2 separate regions of the Mus musculus genome follow, and region 2 is linked to region 1. Evidence: chromatin contacts called from public Hi-C data. All regions are on one chromosome and are shown on one strand. The core of a region is the stretch at or near the end of the contact, and the rest is flanking DNA. Distances in the headings are between cores, read along the strand shown. Region 1 holds the start of Ddi2 (DNA-damage inducible protein 2). Region 2 holds the start of Cela2a (chymotrypsin-like elastase family, member 2A).

Region 1 (4,294 bases), core at 1,454-3,953:
GGGACTCTGAAGCCAAGCCAAGAGACCGGAATGGAAGAAACTCAAGTAAACAGACTGAATGAAAGCTGAGAGGAAGGGACAAAACAGAAAAACTGGTTAGGGAGCTCAAGACAAACAGACTAGGACTTAAAAAACAAAAGACTATCATGTTTACTTTCATGATCCAATGAAAGGAAGTGACTCAAGTGTCTGGGGTGGATCCTGTTCCTGCCTGAGGGGGGCTAGCCAGTGAACTAGACAAGTGACCCCCCACTTAAAAATCAGCTCTTAAAATAGACACTGAGTTGTCAGGTTACATAGAGCCAACAGCACTAACCTGAAAAACAGGGTGCTGTTTACAGCTATTTAATACAGGCTTACCACTGTTGGGAATCCGGGTTTCTGCATGCCAATTTGGGTTGGGAAGAAAGTCAACACCGAATTTACTTAGAGAAGAACTTAGAGCTAGCCTAATTGTTCAAATGGTACCCTTCAAACTCCAGACTAAAGACTGAACCCTCCTTAACCATACAATTATGATTCAGCCTGCTATCCCCTTTAGTTTACTTAACATTTTCTGCAGACATCGGAGTGCAATGGGCTGGGCAGGGAGCGTGTAAGACAGCGGTAGTGCTAGCTAGGATGACGTGCACACAGGATGGAGGAAGAGAAACAGCAGAGAAACAGCTTCACCCTCTGTAGACCTCAAGTCCTACCAACAAATTCAACTTAAAATTACTCCCCATCAGCTGGCAATTATAACTTGGGTCATCAAAACACCCTACACACACACACACACACACACACACACAAAAATTGAAAAAAATTTTTAAAAAAAACTTCAAAACTGAAAACTGAACTTGGGCATGATAGTGTATTCTTGTAATCCCAGCTGTACAGGAGCCTGAAGCAGGAGGGCTGCTGTCTGAGACTAGCCTTGACCCCACAGTTGAGACCTTGTCTCAAAAACAACAACAACAACAAAAAACCCAACAACAACAACAAAAAAAACCAAAGCAAACAAACAAAAACCAAAAGCAGCTGGTTGTGATGGCTCAGGCCTTAACTCCAAACATTTGGGAGGCAAAGTCAACAGGGATCTCTGAGTGTAGATGGGAGCCAGTGTTTTATATAGTGAGACCTGCCTTAAAAACAAAACAAACAACAACCAGCAATTAATCAATCCTCTAAAAAGTCAAATCTCCCCCAGCCCCCCAAACTCCCTGGTCCTAGCTTGCCCCTGCTACCTGTATGAGGAGGCTGACCAACAGGAATGGGGTCCTAGGTTTTTGTGGGTTAATTTTTCTGTGGAAATTGGGGGAACTGTTTATTCCCAACTTTTGCCAGACCGCGTATGTGAGTGACACCTCCTTCCCTAAAATAGATCCTTCCAGAAAGAGCTGCATGCCAAGGTTCTAAAGTTCACATTGTGTGAAGGAATGGTACTTCTGAACACAATATTGACACGCAGAGTTTACCGTAAGTCAGGACAGAACAGGCAGTCGTTGGGCAACAGTTTTTGGAACTATTTCATAATTGCAGAAGGAAATCAAGATTTACATTCTGGGGCCTTGGGAGCTGTCTATAATTTTCTGGTGTTTAGACTACACCCAGCGGGGGCCACTTTGGTTAGAATCTTAAGGGATTTAGTGCAAAGGTTACAAAATAGTCCACCTATTGTTTGATGAAGTCTACTAAGGACACCAAAGCATTTTGAGAATATATTTTCTTGTTAAAACATGAGAAGGCTGAACTCCTGGCCGCCGAATCCCTCGGGGGTCTTCAGACAGTAGGCCATTTTCAAGCTAATATCCTTCGAAAGCACTGAGCTTTGAACTGACCCAACTAAACTGGGCCCAGAAAGGAGGAGGGCTTTGGCCTGAGAGAAGCAGACAGACTGAGTTAACCTAACCATTACTTTAATTAATATATGACATATATATATGTGTGTGTGTGTATACATATATAATAAATTAACCAAAAATGTATGCATTTCCAGAGACGTCAATGGCAGAGTGAGTCTCAAACTTTTTCCCCTCACTTTCAACCGCAAATCTGCATTCTCCCAGGTAGTAAACTGCGCATATTGGAGCGGTCCAAATAAGCGAACCCCAGGCAGGCGTCGTTCTCCCAGTGATCCAAACTGGTATTTCTGGTCGGAAAGTCAGGAGATCCCGGATGAGGACCCAGGCTCCCGAAGGCCAGAAGGTGGGGAGGGCTGCCCGCCCGCGCACGTGCCCCTCTAGCTGCAGTGGGTGCATCCACGGGCGGCTGCAGGACTCGGCCCCCGCCGGCCCCCAGCTCCCCCCGCCCCCGGCCACAGCGGCCGGAGGCCCCCGCTCGCTGCCGCACCCCGGCGTACCTGGCTCTCGGCGGCGGGGATGCCGGACTCGAGCTCGCACAGCGCGCGGAAGTTGTGCAGCTCGAAGTCGGCGTCGACCTGGAGGGAAAAGGTCACCTCGGAGAGGTCCCTCCGCACACAGTACACGGTGAGCAGCATGGCCCGGGCCCGACCCGGCTCGACTCGGCCCGGCCTGGGCGCTGGGCGGAAGGCAGTCGGCGGCTGGGGAGACCTGGCGGCAGCGGCGGGAGGGCGACGGGCGCGGGCTGCTCGCTCGCTCGCTCGCTCGCTCCTTTCCTCCCTCACACGCGCGCAATGACTCACTCGCTCCCGCCCTCGGCAGCCAGCGCGGCCGCCGCCACCCGCCTGCGACGCCGTCTGCCTGCCTGCCGGCCTGCCTCCCACCGCTGCCGTCAAGCTCGCGGGCCGCCCGCCCGGCGCCCCGCCCCGTCGCAACGCCACGGCCGTAAAGCGCGCCAGGCTGCCGGCAGCCTTCGCGACGCTAGGCTGTGGGGCAGGGCGGGGCTGGGGAGACTGGAGGGAGGAATGGGGATGCGGGGTGGGGGAACCCCACGATTTAATGCTTGAGCTCCGGAGTATTCCAGGATCCCAGTCCCAGTTAGTCATCCAACGGGGACCTACTGTGCGAATGGCGTGTGCATAAAAATGGTTGAAAGACAAATTAAGCACATCTTTCTAAAACAGAGTTTTCGTAATGGAAGTTGTCATTTCAGTAATATTAACTCGGTTTCGACTTGGTAATGAATGTAGGACGAAAATCCAGATCCTTTGCTGTGCTCGAGGCCCATCCCAGCCTGCGGGCTGGCATGGCTGCGCTGGCAGCCACACACACACAGCACAGTTCTTAGTTAACTCACTCTCAGACTGCATCCAGCACTGGACGTTTACTGGGTACGGTTTAGAATTTACTCCGTATACTGGGACTGGTAGCGCAAACCTGTAATCCCAGCTACTCAGGAGGGTGAACAGAAGGCTGGCAAATTCCAAGCCTGCCTGGATCATAAGTGTTCCAGTCTGAACAATTTACTTTAATGGTATAGATAAAATACCTTGTTGACATCTTGCCTACCAGGACCAAGCTCAACCTCAGCAGGACAAAAAGACAGTACTTGGGAAACAGTCGTTATTTTAGTGGCCACTCAATTCATAAGAAGATGTAGATACCAAGAATGGTAAAAATCCGAAAACATCTCCCGGGCCCACTAGGGTGGTCCACATTTGTAATCCCAGCACTCAGGAGTGTTTGGTTTCCAGTCCTGGATTAGGGGCTGAGGTATGCATTGTACAAATCAAAGGCTCAAGGTTCTCCTGACATCCCTCTGTCCCTACCTGGCAGGGACTCAGCTGCCCTTCCCCCAGAGACTCTTCTGCATTTAATACAGATATCATATCATATATGATATCATTGGTCTCTCTCTCCCCCCCACCCCCATTCTCTTTCTTTCTTTCTCTCTTTCTCTCTTTCTTTCTTTCTTTCTTTCTTTCTTTCTTTCTTTCTTTCTTTCTTTCTTTTCCCTCTTCTCCTTTCCCTTCCCATGGCGACTAATATGGCTTCCTTCCTCTCCTTCCTTGGGACCAGTGAATTCGTCCTCCTGACAGAAGCTTCCCAACCCAACAAACCCGCATTTACGACGAGCTAATCTGTCTTGAATTGGTTCATTTCACCATCATCCAGGAGCAGAGACTGCAGGATCACTACAAGCACAAGGATTTCCACTCCTGGCTCCGTGGAGCGAGGAGCCTCCTCCAGCAGAACAGGAAGGAAATGGGAAGCAGGGTGGCTGTGGATGCTGCAAGAACTTCACTTTGCAGAAAAGACAGAATACATAGGCGCAAGACTTTTACAAAAACAGAAGTGGAGACGCTGGGACCACAGGACAGGGCTGAAATCAAGCATCCGTGACAGAAAGCCCAGCTGCTGTGCCAAACGAAAAGAAAATTGCAATGAAAATG
Region 2 (4,274 bases), core at 616-3,115, 100 kb after region 1:
GTGGGCACACATGTAATCTCCCACCGGTCCTGTTACCCCACAAGGCACAACTCTTGTTCATCATGCCCATTTTAGATTTGAGCAAACAAAGGCAGCCGAGCATAGCAATCCCAAGAAGACTGTTAACTATATCTAGTGGGACCTGTGGACAGAGTTTATACCTAACTGTTCCACAGGCATAAGTCAGTGCTTACTTAGGCTGGGAATAGTGGCACAGGCCTTTAATCCCGGCACTCCGATGAATCTGAGTCTGAGGCCAGCTTAGTCTATACAGTGTGTTTCAGAGGAGCCAGAGCGACACAGGGAGGCCCTCATCTAAATAAGTAAATAAGGAAGTAAATATATAAACAAACCTCCTGGCTTCTGTGTGTGTGCCTGTTTGCCTTCATGTATATATGTGTACCCGGTGTTTTGTCTCATGCCTGAGGAGGCCAGAAACATGGCACCAATCCCCTGGAACATTCTAGATTGTTGTAAACTGCTTTGTGGGTCCTGGGAACAGAGCTCAGGTCCTCTGAAAGAGCAGCAAGCACAAGTTATCCCAGGTAAGAGAGGTTTTTCTTTTCTTGGTTTTTCAAGATAAGATTTTTCTGTGCAGCCCTGGCTGTCCTAGAACTCCCTCTGTAGACCAGGCTGGCCTAGAACTCCCTCTGTAGACCAGGCTGGCCTAGAACTCCCTCTGTAGACCAGGCTGGCCTCCAGTCTGGAGATCTTCCTGCCTCTGTCTCCCAAGGGCTGGGTTTAAGGCAACACCAGCAAGAGATTTTTAAATATATTGATTGTAAAGGTCACATTCATCCTATGGAAAGACCTAGTAATTTGTGCTGTGTCAAATTTCAATTTGATATGATGTGAGTATGATTAGATCAGTGTAAGCAAACAGTTATTTTCATTGGTAACATTATAACAAAGAATTCATTTGCAAGCCAGATGGTGGCACACTTTTAATCCCAGCACTTCGGAGATAGAGGCAGGAGGATCTCTGTGAGTTTAAGGCCAGCCTGCTCTAAGAAACGAGTCCAGGACAATCAGAGATAGTTACACCGAGAAAGAAATCAAAGCAAAATAAGCCCTCTACAACAAAAACAAAGAACTAATTTGCATAAGCAGCTCTGATTGGTCTCTTCCAGCACAGAGCATTTGCATAGGAGAGGTGACTGACTTATGGAGTAACCTGTATGTGCCAGCAAGCATCTAATTTTAAATCTGCAGGCATTGCAAATGTGTCTTAGAGTGGTGGACCCCCCTCTTTGAAGTCTCTGGAGAAGTAAACTTTCCCTCAGCCCCCAAATTGGCCAAGGTTGTCAGAATGTATCTTATTGGTGCGTCTGTGTTTCTACCAGGCCTCATCCATATTCACACAATAGACCCACATGTGTGGCTGACTTACCTGCCAGGGCCAGGTGTTGGGTGTGGCCTCTTGACCCCCAACTACCCTGCTCACATCATCCTCCACCTCATAAGTGGGGTACCCACAGCTGAGGGCTGTGAAGAGAGGATTGAGAGAGGATTGTGTTGGTTGGGAGTGATAATTGTGGGCAAAATCACCTGAACCCCAACAGGAAACCCTTGCTTTGGAATGATCTTCGAGGTCCATGAGTCCTGTCCTCCACCCCAGCTCCTAGCTGCCTTTGAATTAGTTAACTGGAGCTGGCCTTAAATTTGCCACCCTCCTGTCTTAGGTTCTTGAGGCTGACACAAGGAGTGTGTCACCATGTCCTGCTATAGGAGGGACCGGAGAGGGGACAGCAGCTCAAGGGAAGAGCAGGAGATTCAGGTTCCCAGCTTCACCAGACAGGTTACCTCCAGCCACCAAGGCAGATAGCAGCAGTGTCCTGATCATGGTGTGTCCCTGGACGTCTGTAGGTCTGGCCCTGGCCAAGCTTCCTTTTTATGAGTGGCCTTATCAGCCAGAGACGCTGGAGGAATATGCAAGGTGGAGATTTTCCCAAAGTCCAGTGCAATAAAGGGCTGGAGTCCAAATGTTTGGTTTTCTTGTTTTTGTTTATTTTTCCATTCCCTTGTCGTTCTAGAAGTACACTGAGAAACATGCCAAAGACAGGTCCTTTGCCAGCAAACACCTGGAACCCCAGCTCTGGGGAGGTAGAGGCAGGGTGATCAGGACTTAAGATTATCCATGGCTATGTAGAGTGCTCGGGGTCAGCCTGGGCCACACATATTGTTTCACCAACTCCTCCCCCAAAACGACAATAGCAACAACCACCATCCGAGAAATGTACATTCTCTCTGCTTTCAAGCTGAGTGTTACGTGAGGAAGAAAGACAATGTTTGTTCCTGGGGTTGCTTTTTCCAAAGAAAACATTAGACCCGCTTAGGAAGCATCCAGTACGAGGACAACCTGGTCTACAAAGCAGATTTCAGGACAGCCAGGGCTATACAGAGAAATCCTGTGTCAAACAAACAAGGAAGGAGAGAGAGAGAGAGAGAGAGAGAGAGAGAGGATGCTGCTTGATTTTTGTTGCCTTGTCCTCTGTGTGATGCTTTCTCTGCTGTTCAATAAAGACAGATCGAAGCCCTTTGTGAGGGACAGACAGACAGTCACCCAACAACAGACACACAGGCACAGAACACATAGATGAGACAGTCTCACACATAGGGATAGATGCAGACACAGAGACAGACAGATTCACAAGGCAGCCTCCAGGCAGGCACAAGTTCAGACGTACACAGTAGACAGACAGGACAGAAGCCTCCAAGAGCATGACACAGAGAATTCAAATCTAGACTTACTCTTGGTTAAGTCACTCCTAGGGGAAGTGCTTCTATTTCTTTCCTTAATGCATTGCTATTGGTGACTCGGAGCTAACTGCTAATGCACAGAATCCATACAAACTAGGTCCTGGAGGTGTAGCTCAGCCAGTGGAGGGCTTACCCAGTGAAGCCCTGGGTTGGAATCTCAGCACTGCAGAACATTGGTTCCTGGTGGCACAGGCCTGTGATCCCAGGGCTCCAGACGGGGAGGCAGGAGGAGATGCTATGTGTCTTCAGCCTGGGCTACATGAGACACTATCTCAAAAGAGAAAGGAGAGAGAGAAAGAGGGAGAGAAGGAAGGAAGGAAGGAAGGAAGGAAGGAAGGAAGGAAGGAAGGAAGGAAGGAATGAATTCAGGTAGAGTTCTGGGACTGCTTTGTGGGTGGGAAGCTCAGGGCAAGAATCTTTCAAAGGTAAGGGGTGTTGGGGTGCGGGATCCTATTGAACTGGATGTCAGAGGGTGTTCTTGTTCTAGATCAATCCCTAACAGCCTTGGAATAGGTAGAACCTTTGTTTATGGCCACAAGAATCATGAAAGCAGCCATTTTGGAAGTGTCAAGGTCAGCTTTCCCTTAAAAGTCAAGGTGCAGGTGGCACTCTTCTCAGGGTGTTGGCTTGGAGATCCAAATAAGTTTTCTCTAGATGAAGTCACCAAACAAACAGCAGTATTGCACTTGGCATGAGCTTGCCGGGTGACCTTGGGCAAAGCAGGCAGGCTCTCTGCCTGAGGGTTGTCTATCTACAAAATGGAAGGACACACATGCTCAGTGTCTGTCTTTGTCTCTCTGTCTCTCAGATTGAACCTGGGGACTTGCACATGCTAGGCAGTCTCCAGCCCTTATCCATCTCTCCAGCCAGAAACCATCATTTCATGCTTGACAGGCCCGAGCTCTACCAACTGAGCCTCATGCCCTCCCCACCAGCTGTTTTACTCTGAGTGATCGTAGGAGCCTTCAGAGCATCCTTGGTCCTACCCCTTAGATACCAATCCCAGTTTTGACAACCAAAGTTGACTGTCCTCATTGCTACATGTACCCATGGGGAACAAGCCACCCCTCTGTGCTTTCCTTCCCATTCTGTGGTTGTAGCCGCAGATCATTTCAGGAGAATCTAAGGTATGTCTTCCCAACAAGCTGATTTGGTTTGCCTCTGGTCACGTGACCTCCCTAGAACCCAGAGCCTGGTGGGGAAGGGGATGTAGTGCAGGGTCTGGTGGAGACTGCAGCACATGTGCCGTCCTTGTCTTGGCAGACCCAGGGAGGCTTCATCCCCAACCATTTTCCCAGGACTAAGGCTTGGCTGCCCATGAATCTGATTGAGGCTTCTGTGCTGAGAGGGAACAGTGAGGAGTCGCTGCAGCACTATCTGCTCAAACCCCACTCGTGGCTGCCTTCAAGTTCTAATTTTGGCTGTTTGACCTTGGGCTCCTGCAGGTGGAGCCGAGCCACAGATGTAACCTTCTCATGACTTATTCTGAACAGTTCCTGAGAAGGCAGCCACCT

What was found. A called contact is a pair of places that touch in the nucleus more often than the background predicts.
Region 2: a contact with region 1 is called in a Hi-C map of liver, with 2.0 times the contacts expected there. The contact joins the promoter of Cela2a here to the promoter of Ddi2 in region 1. A contact is called at or near these places in 1 of 484 Hi-C or Micro-C datasets (liver), 3 of 115 datasets of contacts at active chromatin or transcription factors (all in embryonic stem cells) and 3 of 9 other capture datasets (adipose tissue, liver and pancreatic islet).

Annotation. Positions count from the first base shown.
Region 1 is chr4:141,720,716-141,725,009 of GRCm38.p6, forward strand. It overlaps Ddi2 (DNA-damage inducible protein 2), which reads right to left and starts at 2,704. Exons shown (of 10, transcript NM_001017966.2): 1 at 2,342-2,704. The coding sequence starts at 2,479.
Region 2 is chr4:141,824,140-141,828,413 of GRCm38.p6, forward strand. Cela2a (chymotrypsin-like elastase family, member 2A) reads right to left here and starts at 1,866. Exons shown (of 8, transcript NM_007919.3): 1 at 1,804-1,866; 2 at 1,391-1,485. The coding sequence starts at 1,843.